Linked DNA regions of Rattus norvegicus: region 1 is linked to region 2. The links are chromatin contacts, called in public Hi-C maps. All regions are on one chromosome and are shown on one strand. The core of a region is the stretch at or near the end of the contact, and the rest is flanking DNA. Distances in the headings are between cores, read along the strand shown. Region 1 holds the start of Hexa (hexosaminidase subunit alpha). Region 2 holds the start of Bbs4 (Bardet-Biedl syndrome 4).

Region 1 (3,968 bases), core at 149-2,648, 170 kb after region 2:
TACTTGGGGAATGACACCAAATACTGCCAACTGGTTCACACAAGCAACACGTATGCCCATACATTCACATATACACATGTACCCACACACATGTAACATGCTCCCCCAAACACGGCGAGGCTGGCGTGTGCTTATGATGTATCACAGAGAGTAGAGAGTTTGTCTTCATACCATGCATGAACGTGGGCTTCATAAGACTCTTAAAGCTTGGTTTGTAAAGGTTTTATTTATTCTTTGTATATGAGTACAATGATGTGTCAGACACACCAGAAGAGGGTACTAGATCCCATGACATATGGTTGTGAGCCACCATGTGGTTGCTGGGAATTGAACTCAGGACCTCTGGAAGAGCAGTCAGTGCTCTTAACCACTGAGCCATCTCTCCAGCCCTGTTTTGTTTTGTTTTTAAGATGACTGCAAGCCTTAGGACTATGGTTGTAGAAATTATCACTTTATGGGATACTAGGTTTAGCACAATTAAAGACCTAGGAGAAAGTTCTCCTTCTTTTCTTCCACTGTTCCTCTTGCTCACTTCAGGGCTGAGGGTTAAACCTGGATTCTCATGCATGCTATGAGTTATCTACCACTGAGCTACACCTCTAGCTAAGAGAAATTTTCTTAAGTTCTCAGTTACAGAAGTAAAAATATGGCCTCTGCATTTGCAACAATCTTTCTGCCTTGACCTGCTGAGCACTGGATTATAGGCTTATGCCAACTCACCGGGTTCTGGCACTCACTAGATAGTCCACACTTGGCTATAGACATCCATCAATCTTCCTGCCTTTCCCTCACAAATTCTGGTATCAAAACCAGGAGTCACCACAAACTATTTTTTTTTAAAGATTTTATTTATTTTACAAATAAGATGAGTGCGCCCTGGCTATCTTAAGGCACACAAGAAAAGGGCACTGGATCCCACTACAGACAGTTGTGAGCCACCATGTGGTTGCTGGGAATTGAACTCAGGACCTCTGGAACAGCCAGTGCTCTTCACCACTGAGCCATCTCTCCAGCCCCCCACAAACGATTTTTTAAAAAACATGACTTTGGGACATCTTTCAATTGCCCCAGGTTGAATGCCCTAGAGCTGATGATTACTTATACTGCTCAAGTGCCTTTTCTGCCACACAGTTGACGCTAATTGGATTCTTGTTCTTCTTCCGGTATTTCCTTGTCCCTGCTAATACTTCATGCCCAGGGGCGGAGTCTGCCTCTAGGTTACAGAGGCTTGGCAAAGGCGGGGATCGATCCTTCCCGCCCACCGGGTCTGGAGCTTTGGAATCAGTCGCCAAACGTTCGCAAACATCGAGCCCGCCCTGCCTGCTTCCCGCTCGCTCACGTGACCCTCCGATTGTCACGCGGGCGCCGCTCACCTGACCGGGTCCTCACGTGGGCTCAGCCTGCTGGAAGGGGAGCTGGCCGGTGGGCCATGGCCGGCTGCAGGCTCTGGGTTTCGCTGCTGCTGGCGGCGGCGTTGGCTTGCTTGGCCACGGCGCTGTGGCCCTGGCCCCAGTACATCCAAACCTCCCACCGGCGCTACACCCTGTACCCCAACAACTTCCAGTTCCGGTACCATGCCGGTTCGGCCGCGCAGGCGGGCTGCGTTGTCCTCGACGAGGCCTTTCGACGCTACCGTAGCCTGCTCTTCGGTTCCGGCTCTTGGCCCCGACCCAGCTTCTCAAGTGAGTCACTGCCCGCTTCTTCCCTCCGAGGAGGCTGCCTTCCGTGCGTGGGTCAGCCCCGGCCGGGCTCCCAGACACCCTCCCATTGGCCTCTGCACAGCCCAGTCAGTCACCCCCCACACCTTTCTCCCCTTGCTCTTTATCCAGCTAGCTGGCCTCCCGGGCCTAGCCCCTTCTCCGTTCACCCCTTTATTAATCTGACTCCTTGGGGTCACAGTTTATCCGGAATCCTCCTTTTGAGAGCTCTATTTAGGCTTTCACTTTTTAGAAATGCCTACTGTAGGACCAAAGTTCAATCAGGCTGTCAGAATATTGGCGATAACGTTGCCAATAGACATTTAAGATGATCCTTTAGAACATGTTCAAGTGGTCAGGGTTCCCGTGAGTCAGTGACCAGGGTTGCAGAGCGGAACCCAGCATGTGTCTGGCACATAACTTTGTTAGTAAATGTTTAAATGTGAGAGAAATCAGAACCCAAGGCAAAGAGCTTCCGGAGACCTAGGCAGAGGCGACTGGAGCAGACGCCCAGGTGGCTGTGATGAACCTGTGTGTGGGGGGAGCCACAAGGATGGATGTGAACAGTGTTGGAGTGCCTGTCCGTTTCGGACCTCGGTACTGTCGATGCTAAGCAGAACAAGCTGGCTCCTTCCCAAATCCGTTTATCCTAGAGTTGAAAGCAACATCTGGTTCTTCTGCAGCCGGGATCGGTATTTGATTAGTTTATCCTTGGGCAGTAAACAAGTGGCTGTTTGTAAGTCAGGTCATTATAGTCTGAGTCTTCTAAAGTTGCCTCCTTTGGACTTTTCTTCCCTAAGGGTGCCTGTAAGCAACATGGTTAGTTCTATTGTGTGAAAGAGCTGTGATACAAGGTTGGTTCTTTCCTGTTCTTGTGTTTATTACCAAAAGCTCCGCTTTGGCTCGACGTCAGAGGAACGAGTCCCTCATGAGAGAGCCTAGGAGCCTGAGCTTGAGGCAGCTTGTCACAGTGCACAGCAGTCAAGGATCAAATAGAATACTTTGCCATTTCCCTTCTCTTTTTCTGGCATGTGAGACCTTGCCGTCCACATTTGGAGGTGGGTGGCGTGGTTGGGAGGGTGGTGAGGTTGTCTTTGTTCCTGAGTTAAAACTGTCTCAAAAGCACCTTTCTTAGGTAATTGCAAATCATTTGTTAAAAGAGAAGATTTATTCTACATGGCATCTCCATCCTCCTTAATTTTTCCTAAGATCATCAAAAGAGAAGTTGATGTGCAGGTTTCTGATTTGCTGATTTCGAGGAAGTCGGAGGAGCAGGGACCTTGTAGCCTCTGCCCAGACTCCTTTTGTCACAGAATTGGAAGTGCGAAATGCATCTTGGAGAGACACAGCAAAGGTCAGGCAGCAGGGCTGGGAAGGAGTAACGAGCAGAACTCTCCTTTCTACGGGCTGTTGGTAAAGTGCAGTGAGCCGGGTTTTGAATACCCTGCTGCATCTCATAAAACCTGTCATGATGGCATATGCATTTGGGAGGTAGAGCCAGGAAGATCAAGAGTTCAAGGTCCTCTGTCTTAGTCAGGGTTTCTATTCCTGCACAAGCATCATGACCAGGAAGCAGGTTGGGGAGGAAAGGGTTTCTTCAGCTCACACTTTCATGCTGCTGTTCATCAGCAAAGGAAGTCAGGACTGGAACTCAAGCAGGGCAGGAAGCAGCAGCTGATGCAGAGGCCATGGGGGGATGTTTCTTACTGGCTTGCTTCCCTCGGCTTGCTCAGCTTGCTTTTTTATAGAACCCAAAACTACCAGCCCAGGGATGGCACCACCTACAATGGGCTGGGTCTTCCCCCTTGATCACTTGTTGAGAAAATGCCTTACAGCTGGGTCTCATGGAGGCATTTCCTCAACTGAGGCTCCTTTCTCTGTGGTAACTCCAGCTTGTGTCAAGTTGACAACCAGCCAGTACAGTCATCTTTGGCTACTTAATGAATTTCCCTTGGGCTGTCAGAGACCCTATCTCAAAACAAGTGAAAAAAAATCTGTGCGCTCTTAAGTGGCCTTGTGGTTATTCTTGTAGAAGACTGGGTTGCCTTTACGTTTATTGCTTTCAAAGAGGAAGAAAGTTTCTTGATGACATAGAGTATGTTGAAATGATACATAATGAGAAATAATGATAAAATATCTTTAGAGAAGAGGTAGGTATTAGGAACAACTGTATTTAGATGAGAGCCAAAAATATATACTTATTATATATTTCATTTTGAACTTTCAAGGCCTTGGGTGATTTTTGTCCATAGTCTTCAACGGGCTGGGTGG
Region 2 (4,012 bases), core at 1,481-3,980:
AAATTAAATACAATTACACACATATTCCTCAAAAATCAACTACTGTCAAAAAACTACAAAAAGAATAATCAATCCTTGCACAACAGCATATACCTATGATCCCAGCACCTTGCTGCTGGGGCAAAAGAATTATAGTTTGATGCTAGCCTGGGCTATATGAGAAGACCCTATCTCAAAACAACAAAACATCCATATGATCCAGCTATCCTACTACTGAGTACATACCAAAATAAAATACATCCATTCTATCAAAAAGATATTGTGTTCTTCATCTACTGCAGTATTCTTCAGAGTATCAAAGTAGAGATTCAATGGAGTTGCCCATAGATGGATAAACAAGCGGGTAAATAAACTGTGGTGTGTGTTAAGTTCTAGATGGAATGTTAAAGCCTAGGTAAAATGTTAAGTAAGGTCTGGGTAACAGTTAGTTGACTATCCTGACATTATAAGGAAACTTTCTCAGATGTTTCTGCTGCTACTAGGAAAACCCTGTAAGATCTTAACTTGGGGTAATGGTTCAGTTCCCGAATCTGGACCGTGGCCTTGGTCAACCAGTCTTAGGACATGTGCTCAATAAACCACCCTGTCTGACTGACATCAGTGTTTGTGTGGTTTGTGAGGCAATTACTGGACCCCAATAATATGCGAGTATTATTTAGCCGTGAAAAGGAATGAGGCATAATCTGTAGCACTTTGGAAAAATTATGCTAAGGAAAATATGCTAGCAGAGAAAGGCAAAGCATGTCCTTGCCCCAATGTGAAAGCTAAAAAGCTCATCTTAAAGGGGTGGCGCACACTTTTAATCCCAGGCAGAAGCAGGTAGATCTCTGAGTTGGAGGCCAGTCTAGTCTAGTCTACAAAGCCAGTTCTAGGACAGTCAGGGTTACACAAATAAACCCTACCCTATGTTTAAAAAAAAAAAAAAAAAAAGGCGCCTTTCCGCTCGGCCGTTCTCCTGTACAGGAGGCAGCCATGGCGCCCAGCCGGAATGGCATGATTCTGAAGCCCCACTTCCACAAGGACTGGCAGCAGTGAGTGGACACGTGGTTCAACCAGCCGGCCCGCAAGATCCGCAGACTCAAGGCCCGGCAGGCGAAAGCGCGCCGCATCGCCCCTCGCCCCGCGTCTGGTCCCATCAGGCCCATCGTGAGGTGCCCTACAGTTAGATATCACACCAAGGTCCGGGCTGGCAGGGGCGTCAGCCTGGAGGAACTCAGGGTGGCTGGTATCCACAAGAAAATGGCACGCACCATCGGCATCTCTGTGGACCCAAGGAGGTGAAACAAATCCACTGAGTCACTGCAGGCCAACGTGCAACGCCTGAAGGAGTACCGCTCCAAGCTCATACTTTTCCCCAGGAAGCCTTCTGCTCCGGAAGAAGGGAGACAATTCTGCTGAAGAACTTAAATTGGCCACGCAGCTAACAGGACCTGTGATACCCATCCGGAATGTGTACAAAAAGGAAAAGGCCAGAGCCATCACGGAAGAGGAGAACTTTAAGGCTTTCGCCAGCCTTCGCATGGCCCGAGCCAATGCCCGGCTCTTCGGCATCCGAGCAAAGAGAGCGAAAGAAGCCGCAGAGCAAGACGTTGAGAAGAAGTAATGCGGGGCTGGACAGTTGTAATAAATTTTCCATAAAGCAAAAAAATAAATAAATAAATAAAAATAAAAAAATAATAAAAAAATAAAAAAAATAAAAAAATTTTAAAAAGGCAACAAAAAAGTTGATTTTATGGGAATATAGAGTAGAACAAGAGGTCGATAAAAGTTAGGAAGGGGAAAAGATGGAAACATCCAATAATAGGAACCAAGTACCAATAGACAGAAGCAAGTGCTACTATTTGCAACGGTTTATATGCTGAAATGGAAATGCTAATGATCCTGACTTGACCAATATACAAAGTACACTTGTACCGAAGTATCATCACACTGTACCTCATAAATGTACAATTATAAGTCAATAAAAAAAAATGTAGGTGGCAGTGATGACGCACTCCTGTAATCCCAGAATTTGGGGGATTAAAGGTGGAGTATTGAGGCTAATCCGTAGCCTGCATGAACAGTACAAATACTATGTACATACAAGACTCACAAAGAAGCAAGGTCATTCGTGATGCAAAAAGTCAGTTACTACTGAGTCAGCCTGAATTCACATAAGTTGTTCTGTACAATTAACTAATAATTTAAACCACCTGAGCTCTGAAACAGAACTTTTCCAATATCTAATCGCAACTGGGAAAACATACACCAGTCACAGAGAGGCAGAGGCGTTGAAAGTTTCCAGGTTTCATCCTACTAAATTACCAATCTATAGGTTATCAAAACCGTCTAGTGAAGGTGCAGTACCCCCACCTCCCAGCTCCCCCCCCCCAAAATAAAATCCTAAGAGAGTAGGAAAAAAACCATTTCCAAAGAAACTCTCTCTTCTACCCAGGAAGAGGACAGTCCCAAAACAGACGAAGCGCTGCATAGGTTCGCATTCGCCAAAACGCCAGGCGGGGAGCTGGACCCGGCCGTGCCGCCTCCCGCAGGGACTACTCGGCGTACGCCCGGGCCAGGACCCGGCCCTGCTGCCCCGGCCCGGGACCGCCGCCCCGACCCGGCCCCTCCTGGCCCCGCCCGGCCCGGACGCCCCGCCCTGAGGCAGCCACGACGCCTCGGAGAATCTCCTGGCTCACCATCCCAAGCTTCTCCTCAGCCATCTTGGCTCCGCCCACCGCCTCGAAACCGGAAGCCGACCGTTTCCCGGACGACCAGCTGAGCCGGAAGTCGTAGCTAGGGAAGGAAGGAGGAACCTGAGCCAGTAAGGAATTAAGCTGCCGAGTGGAAGGCAGCGGTGATGAGGTCGGTGAGTTCCAGGAGTCTCGGCCACAGGGACTCAGCTCGGAAGGAATGGGTGAGGGAACTCGCAGCCGGAGATTAGACAGCTCTGCACCGGGTTGGACGAACTGGCGTGTAGCGTTGTCAGATATTAGATAATGAAGCGCAGTTTATAAAGAAACAGTTCACTCAGGTAGCTCAACATACGAAAATAAAACTGCCAGGAAGAGAAATAATGCAAACTGATGTTTCCAAGAGATTCGGTCTGCGTCTTACATTGACAACAAAAGTTTTCACTTCATCACCAGTTGAAACAAATTGGTCAAGCTTCCAATAAGAGCAGCTTAGCAGCAACTACCAAAATTAAAAATACACATAACCTTTAACCCAACTGTTTCAATTATAGGAATTTATTCTATACGTATAGACGTAAGACATGGTTTTACATACAGAAGTATCCGACGTGTCATTGTTCGGAATAAACCAACGCCTGGCAAACAACTTAATTACCCACAAATAAATTATAAGAAGTTCATATTGTGTGGCATATGAAAAGAGACAACTATTTACATGGTAAGATAAGAACTGCCAAGTATACTTTATCAGATAATGACAATATGCAAGAAATGCAGATAGTATCTATGTTAATAAGAAAGCAAAAGAATATTATGTACACAATTATTTATTAGAAAATATTTCTAGGAGGATATTGATATTGAAAGTGGTTTCCTCTAAGGAAGAGAACTGTATAGCAGGGATGTAAAGAATAGAAGTACACTGTTTAGAATTTTTAATTTTACTCTATATGGACATATTATCTATGCCAGTAATAAATTAATGAAACATACCACATAGCATCAGGATTGTGGCAACTGTTAAGAAGGAGAAATGTGGGGTTGGGGATTTAGCTCAGTGGTAGAGCGCTTGCCTAGCAAGCGCAAGGCCCTGGGTTCGGTCCCCAGCTCCGATAAAAAGAAAAGAAAAGAAAAAAAAAAAGGAGAAATGTACAACAGCAAGAGAAAATAACCAGGGGCTTTAACCTAGACTATGGTAGAAATCGTTTTCTAAGTAAGAGATATTTTAAATTACATTTAAAAAATAAGGCATTATTTGCTGGAGGAGACTGAGGAAGCATGCTGACTAGGGAAGAATTCTAAGGCAAGAAATTGTACCTCGACCCTGAGGTGATATA

Evidence for each region. A called contact is a pair of places that touch in the nucleus more often than the background predicts.
Region 1: a contact with region 2 is called in a Hi-C map of frontal cortex, with 2.0 times the contacts expected there. The contact joins the promoter of Hexa here to the promoter of Bbs4 in region 2. A contact is called at or near these places in 2 of 12 Hi-C or Micro-C datasets (frontal cortex and hepatocytes).

Annotation. Positions count from the first base shown.
Region 1 is chr8:68,831,126-68,835,093 of GRCr8, forward strand. It overlaps Hexa (hexosaminidase subunit alpha), which reads left to right and starts at 1,399. Exons shown (of 14, transcript NM_001004443.1): 1 at 1,399-1,682. The coding sequence starts at 1,430. It also overlaps a transcript of Tmem202 not described here.
Region 2 is chr8:68,658,502-68,662,513 of GRCr8, forward strand. Bbs4 (Bardet-Biedl syndrome 4) reads right to left here and starts at 2,731. Exons shown (of 16, transcript NM_001106826.1): 1 at 2,679-2,731. The coding sequence starts at 2,702. It also overlaps the pseudogene Rpl13-ps16.